2 separate regions of the Oryzias latipes genome follow, and region 1 is linked to region 2. The links are chromatin contacts, called in public Hi-C maps. All regions are on one chromosome and are shown on one strand. Each heading gives the region's core, a stretch centred on a gene start, on an enhancer-like site or on the middle of the called end of the contact. The rest is flanking DNA. Distances are from core to core; before and after follow the strand shown. Region 1 holds the start of naaa (N-acylethanolamine-hydrolyzing acid amidase). Region 2 holds the start of c5h1orf50.

What was found. Hi-C and Micro-C count contacts between places; a contact is called where the count stands out from the background.
Region 1: a Hi-C map of gastrula embryo shows a contact between it and region 2, with 2.1 times the contacts expected there. The contact joins the promoter of naaa here to the promoter of c5h1orf50 in region 2. A contact is called at or near these places in 3 of 5 Hi-C or Micro-C datasets (embryo, fibroblasts and gastrula embryo).

What each region holds. Positions count from the first base shown.
Region 1 is chr5:24,603,605-24,606,402 of ASM223467v1, forward strand. naaa (N-acylethanolamine-hydrolyzing acid amidase) reads left to right here and starts at 1,466. Exons shown (of 11, transcript XM_004069054.4): 1 at 1,466-1,680. The coding sequence starts at 1,505.
Region 2 is chr5:24,468,101-24,470,874 of ASM223467v1, forward strand. c5h1orf50 reads left to right here and starts at 1,366. Exons shown (of 5, transcript XM_004069050.4): 1 at 1,366-1,536; 2 at 2,269-2,384; 3 at 2,480-2,566; 4 at 2,641-2,772. The coding sequence starts at 1,488. p3h1 (prolyl 3-hydroxylase 1) reads right to left here and starts at 90. Exons shown (of 15, transcript XM_004069200.3): 1 at 1-90. The coding sequence starts at 41.

The sequences.
Region 1 (2,798 bases), core at 216-2,715, 140 kb after region 2:
GCAATGACATGGTTGTTAGCTTTCACTCTTTAAGTTATTGTTTTGCACACATTTATGCAAAAAGCAAATAGATTTATGAAGCTAAAAAAGCATAACTGATTTCTAAAAGGTGCTCAACTTTTTCCTAGTCAAAACACATGCAGACACAGTGATAAATGTATTACCTAACTCAAGGACACACTGCCATCTGGATGGAGGCTGTCGTTTTGCTCCAATTTCACTGGAACAAAAAAGATTCTTCCTAAGATGAAAACGAGTGGGAAATGAATGAAATGGACTCATTGAGCGTGGAAAGATGCGGTGTTCCCTAAAGTGACATTTTTAACCATGATTGCAGAAAACAGTGACCCCAATGTTCAAAAATTATGACTAGAGGGCAGTCACAAGACAAAGAGCATTTCACCAAGGTCAGAAATGATGGGTTGACCTTGTTGAAGCAGGAAGACAGAACGTTTGTTTTACAGAAAGGACAGCGACTGAGATGCCTCTGCACAGTGACCCCTCTGTGGATCTAACACAACTGTGGCGCTATTTGTTTGACCTCTGAATAGGCATGACAATATTTGGGAATATTTAGCTTTTTTTTTTTTTTAGGAATTCTTACAAAAAAAACCTGTCAGAAATGTTCATGAAAGGTTATCTTTATCAGTAAGCAGTGATTCTGATCCTTTATAAGAGGATAAATCCCTGAGGAATGAGGCAGTGGTGTGTGTTTGTGCGTGCTTTTGTGTTCAGATTTGGCTATAATCTGAAAACTAGAGCAAAAGCATGTTTCCTGATCCTTTTTTTCTCTGTAAGCCTCAAATTCATATATTTGTTAATAGAGTGAATTCCAAAATTGTAATCAGAATAAAGGTTTACACCACAAACTTTATTGCCCTATAATTAAACAATTATTTCTTCGTTTTCTTTAAATTAAATAGATAAAAACGTTTTTTTGTTGTGGTTGTTTGTTTATTGGATTTTGAGAAGTTTGTTTTTAATAATAAAGGAAAAGCCAGGGAAAATCCCTCTCAACGAACTTCCTGGTAAATTGAATTCACTCAAATACATCGACTGTGCTAAAACACTGGCGGATCATTCGGATTTTGTTTCATTATTTTTTTTTCTCTTTAAAAAAATTGTTTTTGTGAACTTTAATTTGTTTTAACTTCTAAACGTTATCTCTGGTGATCATTTTTGTTTCATTTTCTCCTCCTTGTTCCCTTCAATAACTTCCGCTGTGACAACATTCAAAATAAAAGCACGGCTCCTTTGTTAACTCGATTGAACACTTTGATACGAGAATCCTGTATTTTTTAAGTTTTTAAATTTCCATATATTTTAAATAAATGCAAAATACAATATAATACTACCACTGAAAGTGACAGCCTTCAAAAACAGGCGAGCCTCAAAAAGTGTTGGGGGTGTTGGTTTTGTTTTATTGTGAAAATCTTCACGGGAAGTTTAGACCTCGCTTTTCCCAGCAGCTGTCCGGCGGTCAGCAGGAACTGGATTGGTTGCGATGGAGTGGACCGTCGTGCTGCTGCTGCTCCCGCTGCTGGGCCCCCCATGCCGGGCTCAGGTTGCCCCTCCAACGGTGAGCATCAGCCTGGATGAGGAGCCAGAGGAGCGATGGAAACCGCTGCTCAAAGTTTTTGACGTAGCTTACCTGAACAAAGCGGCAGCAGCAATAATCGAGTAAGTTTAGTTTTCATTCCTAATCCGTTAAAAACTATTACAACAAATAAAACGAACTTTTAAAATATAAAAAAGGAACTGTTTATCCTGCAAACACCCAGCACTTTTAGTATATGTAATATTAGCTTTAACCTTAATTGTTTTTCTGGTCATTCAGTATTATAATTACCTTCCAGATTGTGTTCTGAATGCAGATTTAACTAAGTACATTTGAATAAATAGATTTATTTATTAAATGTAAATTAGCATCAAAAAATATTTAAACAGGAACTTTAATTAACCAAATAAAAATGTAAGCTTTTTATAGGCTTCCTTGTTCCAGAACATTTAATGAGTTAAAATGCAGAAGTAGATAAATGTACAGTGCAATCACAGTCCGCCCAACAACATTCCTTAATGCGAAAACTATAGAAATAAAATGTAATAGATGATGTTATAGAGCTCCACAAAAACGGTTGTGATTGCATATATAAATATGTATCTCACTCTTATATGCTTTTACATTTTTAGTGAACCTTTCAAAAATAAAGATAAAACCTCACTTTTGTTGTCATTCTAATCCTCAAACTTCACACTTCTTTATTTTTATGATAAAAGTTACAAAAGTAGACACTTTAACCTGGTTTCAGAAAGGTCCAAATTATCAACCCTCCACCGCCGTGCTTGAGCGCTTAAAGGAAGTTTGGTGTGTTTATGATCAGGCATCTCCATCCATCCAGTCCGGGACGGGTCGCCAGCCTGACGCAGGGCCTCAGGAATCTCCACTTTGGTCACATGTGAAGACAGTTTTTGTAAAATTATTCTGATGCCTCTTTCAAAACTTGAACCTTTCAAAGAAGAAACTTTCTGCTCTTAGCAACAATCATTTAAAAAAAATTTTTTTTTCAAAAAGACAATTTATAACTGAGGCTTTCCGTAACTCTTTGCTTTTCTTGCAGTGTTTAAAAAAATGCACAAGTGACAGACCAGAAACTCTTATTTTGAAATGCCAGAAACTGAGTCACAGATGGTGAAATATATATTTTTTTAACTTTTCCTGTCCAACAGCTAAGCAAGCAGATGAAAAGATGAAAGCCTTTTGTGTTGGACATATTTTACTTTTACAACAGGGGTTATGA
Region 2 (2,774 bases), core at 116-2,615:
GCGGCGAGGCAGAGGAGGAAGAGCGCGGAGCGGAGCTCCATGGTGGGAAACGTCCGGGCCGAGCGGCTGGAACCGAGAGGGGAGCTGGTGGGGAGGTGTCAGCGCTCAGGCCGGGGCTTGCTGCAGGAGGTGGGGTTGGACACTCAGTGCACACCCCCAAATCATCAAGTTACATTTTGAAACGTCCATTTACCCACATTTACATAACTAAACGTTTGTGTTTACATGACGCCCTGTCCCATCATCATGTTTAATGAAAAGTGCTTTTTTCCCCTTTTAATATTTCTTTTTTACTATTTAATTTCTTTAAAAAAAACTCCGATCACTAGAAATTTTTATCCATACTCAAAAATAACTTGTATACAAAAATGTTATTTGCATGTTTTTGGTAAAAATAAATTTTCTTATGGGCGTGAAACTTTACTTTTCTAAATGCAAATAAATGTTACCACTTGTTATACTAGCAACAAATGTGACATATGTTAGTAAATGTAAGAATTTATTTTGACTTTTTAGTAATGGCAATAGTGTTACATGTCGTCCTTAAGCCTCTTTTTTTAATTAAAGTTTAAAGCTAAGGTAAAATATGAGGATAAGAGACTTTGTTGATCTTAAAGTGGGAAAATCATGTAAAACTAAATGAGTTAAGGTGATTCTAATGGAAAGGCTTGTCAGTCTAAGTAAGATAATATGACGTGTTATTTTTCTTTAAGGTATGACTTATGTTATCATTTTAGGTACCATTTTTCAGTGTTTTTACATGTAGGCTTACCTGTTTTTGTTAAAAAAAAAAATTAAAATAGCTTTTTTATTGATTCAAAATGATTCATTTATTTATTTAAACTTTTTTTAACCGCAAAAACTTCCTGGTGCCCCATTACCCAAACCTGTACTGGAGCAATAACATGCTGTCAATCAACCCCAAGCGTAGATCATTTACTGAATTATAGTACACATTTTAGGATTGTAATCCTAAAATTTCAGATATTTTACACAGGTTTAAAGCTTTAAGAAATGTGACAAACGAACAATCTTCTGTTGGTTAGGATCCAGTTATTTAAATACTCATGGGGGGGGGGGGGGTAAAAACAACTAAGCTATGACACGTGCGATGCTGTAACTCCAACATGTAACAAATATATCAGCTGTAACCTGGGTTTGGGGATTTAGGGGTCCAAAGTTATGCCTGAAAAGGGAAAAAAACGTTTTATTGGGGCTGATATAATTTTTTTTAACTTTTCATTGATTATTGATTATAATTTATAACTGGGGTAAAAACAAACAATATAAAAAAAGCCTAAATTGAAAGAAAAGTTTATTTGCTTTGATTTCGTACAGGCACATATGTGTCCTACTAAGCCAAGAAAAAAGGGTGGTGGCCACAGTATTTTCAGCACGTTACTAAACCGGTGAGTGGAGAACGAAGAGCAGCCCTATAAATCTCGTTTTCGGTAGTGAAGAGGAGTTCAATAGCGATTAAACATAAAATGGAGAGGACGGTTAGTCTACCGAACCAGCCTGAGAACACAACTAAAGGTACCAATTGATTGTCGTTTTTTTCTTGTGAATTTTGTTAACCATTATACGATTAAAATAGCTAAACAGTAATTACATTTTTTTATTTTAAGCATCGTTATTCTGTTATTACTTTATCTTTATGTTGCTGTTTTCACATATACTTTCTACCACACAAGCTGAGTCTTTTAAATTTTCGTGTTTGTGGATCCGGATTTTGTTTCATTTATGATCTTTGTTTGAATGTTGATGGACAAAATGTTCCCATATCCGTTGAGACGCCCCTCCTACAACCACTAATGTCATTTATATGTGGGTAGGTTTTGTGAAGTGTCACAAACACACAATAATTAAAATGTAACCAACAATCTGTTAGAATTTCCTTCAACGCAGATCCGAGCTCTTATTTTGAAAAACTGGCGCTTGACAGAAGCAGAGATCTTAACACTAATGTTCCAACAGACAAAGATAAAACAAACAAGAAAAAGTAGAAAACAATTAAAGTCAGAAAATAATTACTCGATAATGCTAACCTAACCATTTCTATTGAGAATTAATTTAAATTCACTTCCTTTTTTGCTTTCATATATTCATTAGTTATTCCACTGTAAGTACAGGACACGCATAGTACCAATTTATATTACATTATAAATTGGTACTATGCGTGTCCTGTACTTACAGTGGAATAACTAAAGAAAGAGACTTGTGGCTGCAACATTAGTTTTCTATCATGTAACCTTCCTTGTGTTGTAGTCACTCTGGTTGAGAGAAACCCGGCACCCAGTGGGCTGGAACTGGTCAGCTCCTACCAGACCAACAGAGTGGGAGACCCCATGGATCTGGTGGCTCTGGCAGGACAAGTACAGAAGGTGTGTGTCTTTTCACCCCTCATGTCACTGACGCATATAATCCAAGTAACACCTTAAATACGGGGTTTGATTTTCTTTTTTTTAAATCTTCCTAGGGAGACGAGTTTGTTAAAGCCAACGCTTGCAACAAGCTGACAGTGATTGCAGACCAGATCAGATATCTGCAGGAGCAGGCCAGGAAGGTACAACTGCACCAGATCAATCTGGGAGCGCACACATCTCAACCCTCTTGGATCTCACTCGTTTCTGCCGTCAGGTTTTGGAAGAAGCAAAAAGAGACGCAGACCTCCACCACGCCGCCTGCAACATTGTAAAGAAGCCGGGGAACATGTATTTCCTCTACCAGCGTCCATCTGGACAGAAGTACTTCTCCATCATCTCACCTAAGGT